Regions from separate parts of the Canis lupus genome. Here region 2 is linked to region 1. Evidence: chromatin contacts called from public Hi-C data. All regions are on one chromosome and are shown on one strand. Each heading gives the region's core, a stretch centred on a gene start, on an enhancer-like site or on the middle of the called end of the contact. The rest is flanking DNA. Distances are from core to core; before and after follow the strand shown.

What was found. A called contact is a pair of places that touch in the nucleus more often than the background predicts.
Region 2: a contact with region 1 is called in a Hi-C map of skin fibroblasts, with 2.9 times the contacts expected there. The contact joins the enhancer-like site here to the promoter of ZEB2 in region 1. A contact is called at or near these places in 2 of 9 Hi-C or Micro-C datasets (amygdala and skin fibroblasts).

What each region holds. Positions count from the first base shown.
Region 1 is chr19:48,197,709-48,203,173 of UU_Cfam_GSD_1.0, reverse strand. It overlaps ZEB2 (zinc finger E-box-binding homeobox 2), which reads left to right and starts at 2,772. Exons shown (of 10, transcript XM_038565130.1): 1 at 2,772-3,293; 2 at 4,265-4,406. The coding sequence starts at 3,279. It overlaps LOC119864491 (a long non-coding RNA gene), which reads right to left and starts at 3,733. Exons shown (of 4, transcript XR_005374283.1): 1 at 3,638-3,733; 2 at 2,773-3,020; 3 at 1,049-1,199; 4 at 720-944.
Region 2 is chr19:49,377,918-49,383,382 of UU_Cfam_GSD_1.0, reverse strand. LOC119864401 (a long non-coding RNA gene) reads right to left here and starts at 253. Exons shown (of 2, transcript XR_005373828.1): 1 at 1-253. Within about 2 kb of position 3,397, at least 6 of the 20 cell types and tissues checked have an H3K27ac peak or open chromatin away from gene starts, as enhancers often do.

The DNA of each region.
Region 1 (5,465 bases), core at 1,523-4,022:
ATAACCAATCCCTTCAGAGCAAAGGTGGAGTCTTTTCTTTTTAATTTTACTTTAATTGCAATATCAAAAAAATATATACTCCAAAACTTAGACCCCATGCCGTTTAATATCGTGCTCTTCCTTCCCTGCTAAGTTCCTCTATGGCCTTTCTCCTTTTCCTCCTACACACGCTCCCTCACTTTGCAGTGAGGTCTCCACGAGATGTAGAGAGATTCAGAGAGATCAGTCAACCCAGCGCTCTATGTTAATTTACTTAGAGACCCTTTAAAAAAAAATGTCAAACTACTTTTGGGTATTGGGATCCAATCCAGAAATTCATCATACGCACACCCTAAGATGCAGTTCACATGCAGTGTTTTTTTTTTTTTTTTCTGGCTCTGCCATCTAAAAAGAAAAAAAAAAAAAAGGGAGAAGAAGAAGAAGAAAAAAAAAAAGGGCAAAGAATTTAGTTCCAGAAGACGTGCTGAGAAATCCACACAACTTAATGTGCATCTCCAATCTGGTCATTAGAAATATCTGTGTAGCAAGAGGCGATCTGGATCGAGGACCCGGGATCTCTCCCTTTAACTTTCGCCCCTTAGAGTTCTCCAGTTCTGTGAATGGTGTGCACCGCTTTCCGCCCTGTACTCTGTAGGATTTAGTGATGAGGATAATGATGCCAAAGGCTTGACGGGGGGGGGGGGGGGGGGCGTGGAGAAGAGAGAGAGGGAGGGAGGGAGGGAGGGAGGGAGGCGAGAGGGAGGGAGAGAGGAAGGGAGGGAGGTGGAATTTCATTTCTTCCACTAAAGCGTTTGCGGAGACTTCAAGGTATAATCTATCCCAGATCCTTTCCCAGAGAGAAACTTGGCGATCACGTTTTCACATGATGCTCACGCTCAGGGCGCTTCAATTATCCCTCCCCACAAAGATAGGTGGCGCGTGTTTCAGGGTCTCTCCTCTCTCTCCTACAGAAAAGAAAAAGAAAAAAATGTCATTAGAAGAGGCGTAACACGTCAGTCCGTCCCCAGGTTTGTGTTTCCTGGAGTGGCCGAAAGAGATCAGTTCTAACCTGCTCCGCAGGAATAACGGTCCTGCCTCCCGACACTCTTGGCGAGGTTTTGTACAGTTTGCTCCGGGAGCTGTTTCTTCGCTTCCACCTTTTTCTCCCCCACACTTCGCGGCTTCTTCATGCTTTTTCTTCTCACCATTTCTGGCCAAAACTACAAACAAGACTTCGCAGGTAGGTTTTTTTTTTTTTTTTCTTCTCTCTCTCTCTCTTTCTCTCTCTCTCCCCCCTTTCTCTCTTTTTTATTCCTTTTTGGTACGGTCATCCCCCCCCCACCCTCCTTTTATGATTTTTTTTTTCCTCCTTTTAAGTGGGGATGGGAGTCTGGAGTGAGAAGGAGTGTCCGTGGGCAGGAATTTCAGGTGGGTTTAGCTCCTTTATGGCAAGCTTTTCCCAAGAGTGACTTCGTGGATTTCTCTGGCACTCCCGCTCCCTCTCCCTGCTTTCCTCTCCCTTTTCCTCCTCCAAATAATTTGCCCTGTACCTGTCCATTCAGGTAACCAAAGGTGCCTTTTGCTACCCAGCCGAGGAAAAGTTTTATTGAGAACTACATGGTGGAAGGAAAACTCCTCCAGGGGGAGAGAATCTAACCCTGTTTTGTTTTTTTTTGTGGGTTTTTTTTTCTTTTTTTTTTTTTTTTTTTTTTTGCATCTAGCTCCAGTACATTGTATTCAGCAATTAAAACTTGGCAGATAACCTGTTAGTAATGACAAAACTTGATCGATACAAACCCACCAAATTCAGGGGCATGTCTTTCTCTTAGATATGGCACTGCATCCTCTCCCACCGGAGAAGGCTGTTTTCTAAGCAGAAAGTTGCCTGTTTTTGTCTGCTTAGCGAGTTTCATTTCTTTATTTTATTCTTTGTGTGTGTATGTATGTGAAGTAACACCTCATTTCTGTGATGATAAATAAAGAAGTGAAAGTCCTCATGGAACTTGAGTCGTTTACCAAAGTGTGTATGTGGGGTGGGGGGTGGGGGGTCACTACAGCTGGGAAGAAAGCTGCTGTCAGGATATCAGAGTTGTAAATTAAGGGTAACTTTTGGAATTGTGTTTTAAATGGCAAAGTAATAGAGACGTGGATCGAGCAGGAGACACATGCACACACATATCCCATTCCCTACTTTGGCACCGAAAAGTCGAGAGAGAGATAGCAGGAGTTCCCAGGAACAGTGATGAGCCCGGCTAACGTGAATGTGTTTATCTCCCACCTACTTATATATTTTCCATGCTCCCCCTGTAATGATGAAGGCAAGATTACTAACTCCAGAGTTAGAAATAACAGGCAGAAGATAAAGTTTACAGCACAAATGCCCTGTCTCTCTCCCTCTCTCTCTCTCTCTCTCTCTCTCTCTCACACACACACACACACACACACACACACACACACACAGGCTCATAAAACTAGCAGCTTACTTTATTAAACATGTATTTATATGCAATCGTGTGTAAGTCTCAGCATGAATACAGACAGGCCAGCTGTTTCATCCCAGACACTTGTGTGACCGTTTCCTGATTTCAGGATTTTTCCCAACAATTTCAAATCAATAGGAGAGCCAGGAAATGACAAAATGTGTCAGACTTAAAAGTCACCCTCTATGCCTAGGTTAAATTCAAGGTGCTTTCTAAACCATCCACTTCCCCTTCTCTCTGCCTCGCCGCCCCCCCCCCCCCCACTAACCACCACCACACTCCTCTCAGCAAATGTGTGGAAACTGATACTCACTTTCCAGGTTTTCTGCAAAGCTTTGAGCACAGGAGACAATAGGTGCGGGGCGTGGGGACTGAGTGTGCCCGGCAGAGGAAGGGTTAATGGCCCTTGTGTTACAGTTTGCATCTGTTACATCTTTTATAGCCCCTGTTTAAACTAATCCTCGAGGCACAGCATCTTCCCAACCTCCACCGAGTTTCGGGATTCTCCACCTCTGCTGCCTGCCTCCGAGGTTCCCCTTCTCCAAGTTTTGACAGTTTCAGCTGAAGGGGAAAAAAAAAAAAAAAAAATGCAGCGCCTCTCTCGATTTTTAGGTACAAAAGTTTCGAAGCCAGAAAGGATACGATCATTTAAGTAGAGCTTCAAAGTATTGCCGTAGCGGTTGGACTTTCTCTTTCCTTTCTTGAGGGGATAGAAGAAAAAAAAAAAAGAAAGAAAGAAAGAAAGAAAAGAAAAGGAAAGAAAAAAAAAAGAAAGAGAAATTCTACTGGAAGTATTTAAGGGAAGCAGTGTAGGGGAGCATGTGTGTGAATGAGGTGGGGGAAAATACTTAAGTAAATATTGTCAAAGTGGCGGTGGGGGGGGAGGTGTGTAGGGGTGTGTGTGTGTGTGTGTGTGTGTGTGTGTGTGTGTGTAGGGGGGAGGTGGGAAGCGCTGGTGTCCAAAGAGGCTTATAATTATACTTCTTATTTCGGCGTGAAATGGGAAATCTTAATTTGGGGGCGGGGGACCGGGGTGGCGGTGGGTGTGTGTGTGGGGTGTGGGGGGGATGGAGACAGCCTCGATGGACTCCCGGGGAGGGGAGGGGAGCGGAGGGGAGCGGAGGGGAGCGCAGGGAGGGAGGGAGGGGGCGCGGGGCGAGCGGGCTCCCCATAATTACTGTTATCAATTTGCCCGAGTGTGCTTCATCCGGGGGCTGTTGTTTGTTTGTTTGTGTGTCTCCTCCGGGGGGGACGGGGTTGTGTGTGGGGGTGGGGGGGCGCGCGGGATGGGGACGCGAGCGCGAGGCAGGCCGGCGTCGCCCCGGGTCGCGGGGCGGGGGGGCGGGGGGGGTGCGCGGGGCGGGGGGGGGTGCGCGGGGCGGGGGCGGGGGCCGGGCCGGGCCGGGCCGGGCCGGGGTCGGTCGGTGGCGCGGCGGGGCCCCGGGGGGCGCGGCGGCGGGTCCGGGGCCGGGTCCGGGTCCGGGGCTCCGGGGCCCCCCTCGCGGGCGCAGCGCGGCGCCCAGGAACGCACACAAAGCGCCTCGGGGCCCGCGGGGGGCGGGGTGGGGTGGGGGTGGGGGTGGGGGGTGGGGGTGGGGGGGGGCGGGGGGCGGGGAGGGGGCCGCCGAAGTTTCGCTTTGGCGCAGGGGTGGGTGCCGGGCGCCGGGCGCCGGGTGCCGGGTGCCGGGTGCCGGGTGCCGGGGCCGGGGGGGGCGCTGGCCGGGCCGGCCTGTCCCCGGGCGGCGGCGGCGGCGGCGGCGGCGGCGGCGCGGCGATGCCCACACTGTCGCTGTTTGGTTTGCTAGATCGAGCCTGCGTGCTGCCGGAGCAGGGCGCCGAGTCCATGCGAGCTGCCATCTGATCCGCGCTTATCAATGAAGCAGCCGATCATGGCGGATGGCCCCCGGTGCAAGAGGCGCAAACAAGCCAATCCCAGGAGGAAGAACGGTAAGAAGCGGCCCGGACCAAACTTTTCCGGGCTGCTCGGCGGCGCGGGCCGCGGGGAGGGGGGGCCGGGAAGGGCCGGCGAGGCGGCGGCGGCGGGCGGGCGGCGGCGGGCGGGCGGCGGGGACCCCGCGGGCGAGCCTCTCCCGGGGCCGGAGCGGGAGCGGGAGCGGGAGCCGGAGCCGGAGCCGGAGCGCGCGGAGCGGGGACCCGGGGCGCCCGGGGGGGGGGGGGATGGGGCGCCGGCGGGAGCGCCCGGGAGAGGCTCGCCCGCGGGGTCCCCGCCGCCCTCCGCCGCGCTCCGCCGCCCGGTCCGCGGGTCCCCGGCCGCGCTGCGGGAGCGCCGGGCCGGGCAGGGCGGGGCGGGGGCGGGGGCCGGGGCCGGGGCCGGGGCCGGGGGCCGGGGCGCGGGACCCGCGGGGGGCGGGGGGCGGGGGCGGGGCGGCGGGCGGGCGGACGGGCGCGGGCGGGCGGGGGGTGGGGGGGCCCGGGCTGCGCCGCCGCCGGCCTCAAAGTTTCTTGCCGGAGTCCGCGGCCGCCAAGTAACGGTCCGCGCGGGCGGCGGGGCCCGGCAGGGCGCGCCCGGGGCCCGGGGCCCGGGCCGGGGGCGGGGGCGGGCGCCGCGGGGTCGCGGGGGGCGCGCACACAGACTTTTCTGGGCCGTTTCCGCACGCTCCGGAGGCGCCCGCACCCGGGCTGAGCCGGGGAGCAGGACGCAGACGGGGCGAGGGGGGCGAGGGGGCGCGCGGGCGCGGGGGGCTGCAGGCGGGGGCGGCCGCGCCGGGGTCCCCCGGCAGGGGGGTGCCAGAGGGATGCGGGCAGGACCGGGAGACGCCGGGCCCCCGCCCCCGCCCCCCCCAGGTATCACCCCCCGAACCGAGTCGTGGGAATAAAAGAGGAAAGTGATTGGCAAAGAGCGCGGGAGGCGCCCGGGGAGGGGAGCGGGCTGGGGACCCGAGGGGCGCCGCGGGAGCGGACGGGGGACCCCCCAGCCTCCGAAGGAAACCCAAGCCCCCAAAGCAAACAAGCCGAGGAGCGCCGGCTCGGGCCGGGGAAGGAAAC
Region 2 (5,465 bases), core at 2,148-4,647, 1.2 Mb before region 1:
CCAAGAGCCATCATGTAAAAACAGAATAGTAGGTGAAATTTCAGCAGTCGGCTGAGGACAGGAGTGGGTACTAATGACATGCAGACTTCGACGGTAACGGTCAAAGCTGATCAACATTTGGCACCTTTGCAATTATTTGTTGATTCTTCTTTCGTTGTGTTGGGGAAGAATGAAAACTTTCCCTCTACCCTTAGTTCTTGGCTCAGACCCCTTTAAGAAGAGACAGATCGGGGGATCCCTGGGTGGCTCAGCGGCTTGGCACCTGCCTTTGGCCCAGGGCGCGATCCTGGAGACCCAGGATCGAATCCCACATCGGGCTCCCGGTGCATGGAGCCTGCTTCTCCCTCTGCCTGGGTCTCTGCCTCTCTCTCTCTCTCTGTGTCTTTTATGAATAAATAAATAAAATCTTAAAAAAAAGAGACAGATCTACAAGAGAAAAACACACAAGTTTATTAACATGTATACCTCCTGTATACATGGGGGACACCTAGGGAAAGTAGTTTAGAACTCAGGCTTAAATTCCAATTTAACAGGGAAAAGGAAGGGGAGATATAGGACTCTTAGATGAAACAAATGATTTTTAGGAAAAATGAATGGACCCGAGAGGAACAGATGAAAGATATGATAGTTTGTAAGGAAGCCCATCAGAGGGTGGTGTGGACGTCTAGTCTCCTCTCCTGTGACAATGCCAGTCTTCCCCGGTGGTGGAAACTCATGGGGGGGGGGGGGTACTTAGGACAACTGAATTCCTTGGGAGGAGTTGTCTTTAGCAGAGAGGGAAGTTCAGAGGCAGCCTCTCCCTGGATTTGCTTTTCAAGGGCCTATGAGTGCCATACTTTGGGGCTGCGTCTTCATTCACTCCTCACTTGATTCCAAACTCTATCAAGGCAATTTTGTTCACTGATGAAACCCTGTTTTCCTGACTCGAGTGTGATGTTCAATAAATAAGGAAGAGGCTGCCTGGAAGAGGAGGCGATCTAGGTCAAGGGCTGTTCAAGCAGAACTCACACCTCCATCTTGAGAGAAATTGGTGAAGAGGCTGACCTTTATGGTTTCCATCCAACTCCAGGGTGCTGTGATTCTCGGAGTAGCAGAATCAGTTACTACTGGGATTCCTCAAAGGAAAGGCAGAAAAATGCGCAGCACACAAAAAACTACGGGGTCACGTCCTGCAGGTGATGTGAGGGGTAGGGACCATGCCAAGGATGGGGACCCTTTGGGAAATCACTGATACTGCCCGGCTGCCCCCAAAGCAGGAGTGGAGCTCGGTGGCCTGAAGGATCATGGTTAGAAGAATACATAACTAAAATAAAGTCCTTACATGGGCCACAGGGCTCTTCCGTCTTCCCAGCAAAAATGTAAAAAAAGACCATGTTTCCTAAGGAAAACAAAAATGAAAGAGTAAAAGCAGGCATTGAGTCTTGGAAGCGAAATGAAAAACAAACACATAAAAATGAAAAGCAAGCAAACAAAACCCAATTGCTGTCCGGGAGGAATAAAAGCAGAGAGGGAAGTAGTAAATCAGAAAGGAATGGGAACAGCATCCTGTGTTTTCAGAACTCTTTGGGTTAGAACCTCTCATCCGGTGTCTTTGCAACGTGGTAAGCACCTGTAATGGGTTTATTGGTAAAAATCGTCGCGATTAAAACCTGCCTGTCTGGAAAGGAAACCTAATGAGAAACCTTATAGAAATGGATGGTGATGCAATGGGAATGTTTGCATCGGTCAGAAATATGGGACTCGTTCCTGGGGCTGGGCCTCGCTTGACCCTAGGGCAGGGAAGCCGGGGCCTGGGACAGATGGAGAGGGCGTCCGAGTGCGCTGCATCCGGGCCTGGGTCGAGGCCCGGGGTGGACACAGGCTGGGGGAGGCAGTTCTCTGCACCGCAGCCCCGGCCCTCAGGCAGGCCACCTCCTGCCCTCTCTCCCACCGCGGGGGCTGCACCCGCAAATCCCCCCCAACGTGGAGAGGGGCCGTGCCCGACGGGCCCTGACCGCCAACCGGCCTCCCCCGTCCCTGGACTTCTAATCTCCACTCCTCTCTCGATTCTCTTGCAGCAAGCCCTTCTCCTCTTATAAAACAGAAAAGAAATAAGGCCGTAATTACTTTTTCACACCCTCTACTAATATAAGCCCAGCAAATACTCCCCTTTTCCCTAGACTTCAGTAAGCACAGATTTGGGATCCTGCGAGCGTTCTTATAAAAGGGCCGTGATTCTGTGGCACTAGAAATTGAAGAAAGAAGGAAAGAAAAAAGCAAAAAAAAAAAAAAAAAAAAAAAAAGCAACTCCCTGGTCAGCTCTTTTTAAAGAACACACACATTTGGAGTATTTAACTACTTGGGCCTCAGTGGCCTGTTAGCCCCTCTCTGTGGACTTGACCTTTGAGTGGATGAGAGTGCAAGGCCTAGGAGACTGGGGTGCGCAGGGAGAGAGGAGCCAGGTCCCAGAACCACAGAAAGCCAGACAGCTAACTGTCCCCCCACCCACCCCCTCTGTACCGTCCCCTGAAGGGGCGGCCCAGCCCTAGTGTGGACCCTGTTTCTGCTCACATCTAGGCCTAACGTCTAACAGCCGAGTTGTCAACGAATGCCATTAGCACAGACGTGCCACAGGCACTCGGGGCCGGGGCGGCAGGCAATCTAGACCAGCGCGGGCCGGGCAGGCGTGGGGGGGGGTTGGCTGGGGGGCAGCTTACAGTCATTACCGACCTGGGCTCTGTTCAAACCAGTGACCTAGAAATGAAGGGCTCCAAATCCCATTACTAATTCCCCGAGCCATCAAGTCTCCCCTATGGCCTGGATCTTGTCCTGAAACCCAGGTCTCCTGTGGAAATAGCATCCGACGGCGGCCACCGCCTTGGCAGGCAGAGGTTTTGAAACAGAGGAGGGGACACAAAGAGGGGAATGTGCACATACAGAGTTGGCTTTAATTATCACTCTGAAGTTGCTCAGCAACTTTCAACCTCAAAACCTGAGCCTTCTTTAAAGTGAAAAGCTTTGCCAGGAAGTACAAGAATGGTGTTCAAACAAACACGGCCTTCTGTTTGGTCTGAATGGGGGAAATCCACAGCCCCCCCCCCCCACCCGAGGAATAATGAGAGGAAGCCAAATGAGAGGAAGTTGTTGAAAAGGAAAGAAAGCGATGAAATGAGTATTGCAAGGATGAGAAGAATATTTACTGCCCGAGGAAGAGAGAGGAGCCAGATGAAAGCCCCCTTGAACGGCTTTTCCCCTCTTGCTTGCTACCTCTGCGGCGCTCTCCAAGGCCTCTCATCAGAGGGGGACAATTAGTTTTCGGTGAACAGTAGGATTTGGGGGAGCTGGGTGCAGCCCAGGCCGCAGCGAGCTGCGCACAGGCCTGTAGGTGGAGCTGCACTCTGCAGTTCGAGGAGCTCGGCCTCCACAATGAAGCAATTGTTTCCTGTCTCCACTTAGCAATTCCTCCCCTCTCCTTCGGCTCTTTCTGGTCGCATGTTCTATTTATTTTAATGTATACCTTTGTGGAAAGCCTGTCTCCGAGGGGTCAGATACCCGGTTGATATGTGGCCTTCAAGGGGGAGAAAGGAGTGCGGCCTATTCCCATGACATCCCAGGGCTTTGTAGAGCCAAAAAAACCTTCTCAGGAACACCTAATCCTTGGGCTCTGGCCAAGGACCACAATCCTTCTGCACAACTGACATGGGCCACTCGGGACACTTGAGAGCTTTAGGTGTGTCTCTCTGAAGTCAGCCCCGGCCAAGCATGAGGCAAATGTGCCCGACCAAAGAAAATAAATTATGTGGACTCCAATTTTCAGCAGTTATGAAGTATTAAATTACACATGCGAAGAATTCACTCTGGGATTAACCCTTTGGAACTGGAACAGGGTCCCGTCCCAGCGCTGGGGATGGGGAAGGGAGCGGGCTCCCTGGAAGGCCTGCGTCTCCAAAGATGCAGAGGTGCCCCCCGTCCGGGGGGGGCCAGGGGTGCTCACAGGAGGAAGATCCTAGTGAAATCCAAGCACGTTCTGCTGAGACCTGGGCTGGGACAGGGGGTGTGTGGGTTTGGGGGCCTCTGTGCCGGCTCTTAGGGCCTGCTGTGCCCCGTAGATGGTTCCAGCGACCCCGGGGAGCTCCTGAGTTCACGGCGAATGCCACCCTGGGCACATGATCTGCACGCATTGCCTCCTAAGTCACACAGGCCCCGTGGCTGCTTCTTCCCTGGGGTTTGCAGAAGTGGCGGGGAGCCACGGGAACTTGACTGAAATCACAACCACCGAACTCCTGCAGAGGCATCTGCCTCCTGTGACTCAGGGAGCCACAGCCAAGGACATCCTGCCCTGCCCCTTTCCAGAATTCTGGGGGCCCCAGCACCCTTCGAAGCACTAAGCCTTTGGTCTTAGGGATGGGGCTGAAATCGAACACGGAGATTTCTGCAGCAGAGCAACAAAAAAGCTGCTGTTTGTTTCCCTTTGAAAAGCTATTTATTTACCAAATGACCGCAGAAAGCAGATCTTCAGCAATAACAGGGGAAAAAAAAAATCAGTCTTCAAGAACCTAAATTTTTTTTTTGACCAAGTTAACTTTCCAGTACACTATGTGTCTTAGGTACGCAAAGCAGGTTTCGGGGAAGCATCCAGACCTGTCCTTCTCCTCCCCACGCCCCCCACTCTCTGCTGTCAGAGGGCCTGTGATCTACAAGACGCACAGGGTGTCTGAGGACTGGCCAGTCGAGTCCCCAAACAAACCCCTCACTCACCTCCCGTGGGCCTCTAGAAACCATAAGTATGCAACCACCTGCATGGGAAACCCCGTGGAACTCATCCACGTGCCTCATTTCAACCAAGAGGGAACTGAGGCTGGCAGAGAAACTAGTTGCTGCTCACAGCCCCCCAGCTAGGACTGTGCGCATCCTGACTTTCGATGCTCAAACAATAAATCTCTCTCGTTGGGGCAAGAGGTTGCTTGCTCTGTGCCTTAGCTGCTCCCATCGGCCCAGAGAATTGGTCTTTTCAAATCCTTGTTATTCCGAGTGGAACACTGTGGGGCACATATAGAGGCTCACTGAATTCATCCACGTGGTAACGGATGGGTGCCTGCGTGGTTCCGTGGGTTAAAACCAGAGAGCAAGAGAAAGAAAAAGGATGAGAGGGACAGATCAAGACAGAGGAAGAAGATGCAGTTCCCGACGCCGCAGGGCTGCTGGGTGGAGCAAGTAATAAAAGTAATTGCTAAGCACCCATGAAACGAGACTGCTGTGTAAGACTAAACCAGGGTGAACCAAAATTTGCAAAAGTCATGAGACTTTTATTTTCAACAGGTGGCATTTAAGAATGCAAACTATGGACACCCAAATGAGAGCTCGATGTAAAGGGGAAGAGATGCGGGGATTTTCCTACTTGTGAAACAGGCCTGAAAAACACTGCTTCGTGTCCGTGAGCCTCTACGGGGTCCAGAGGAATGGCTGATGGGAGATAACGCTTAGAA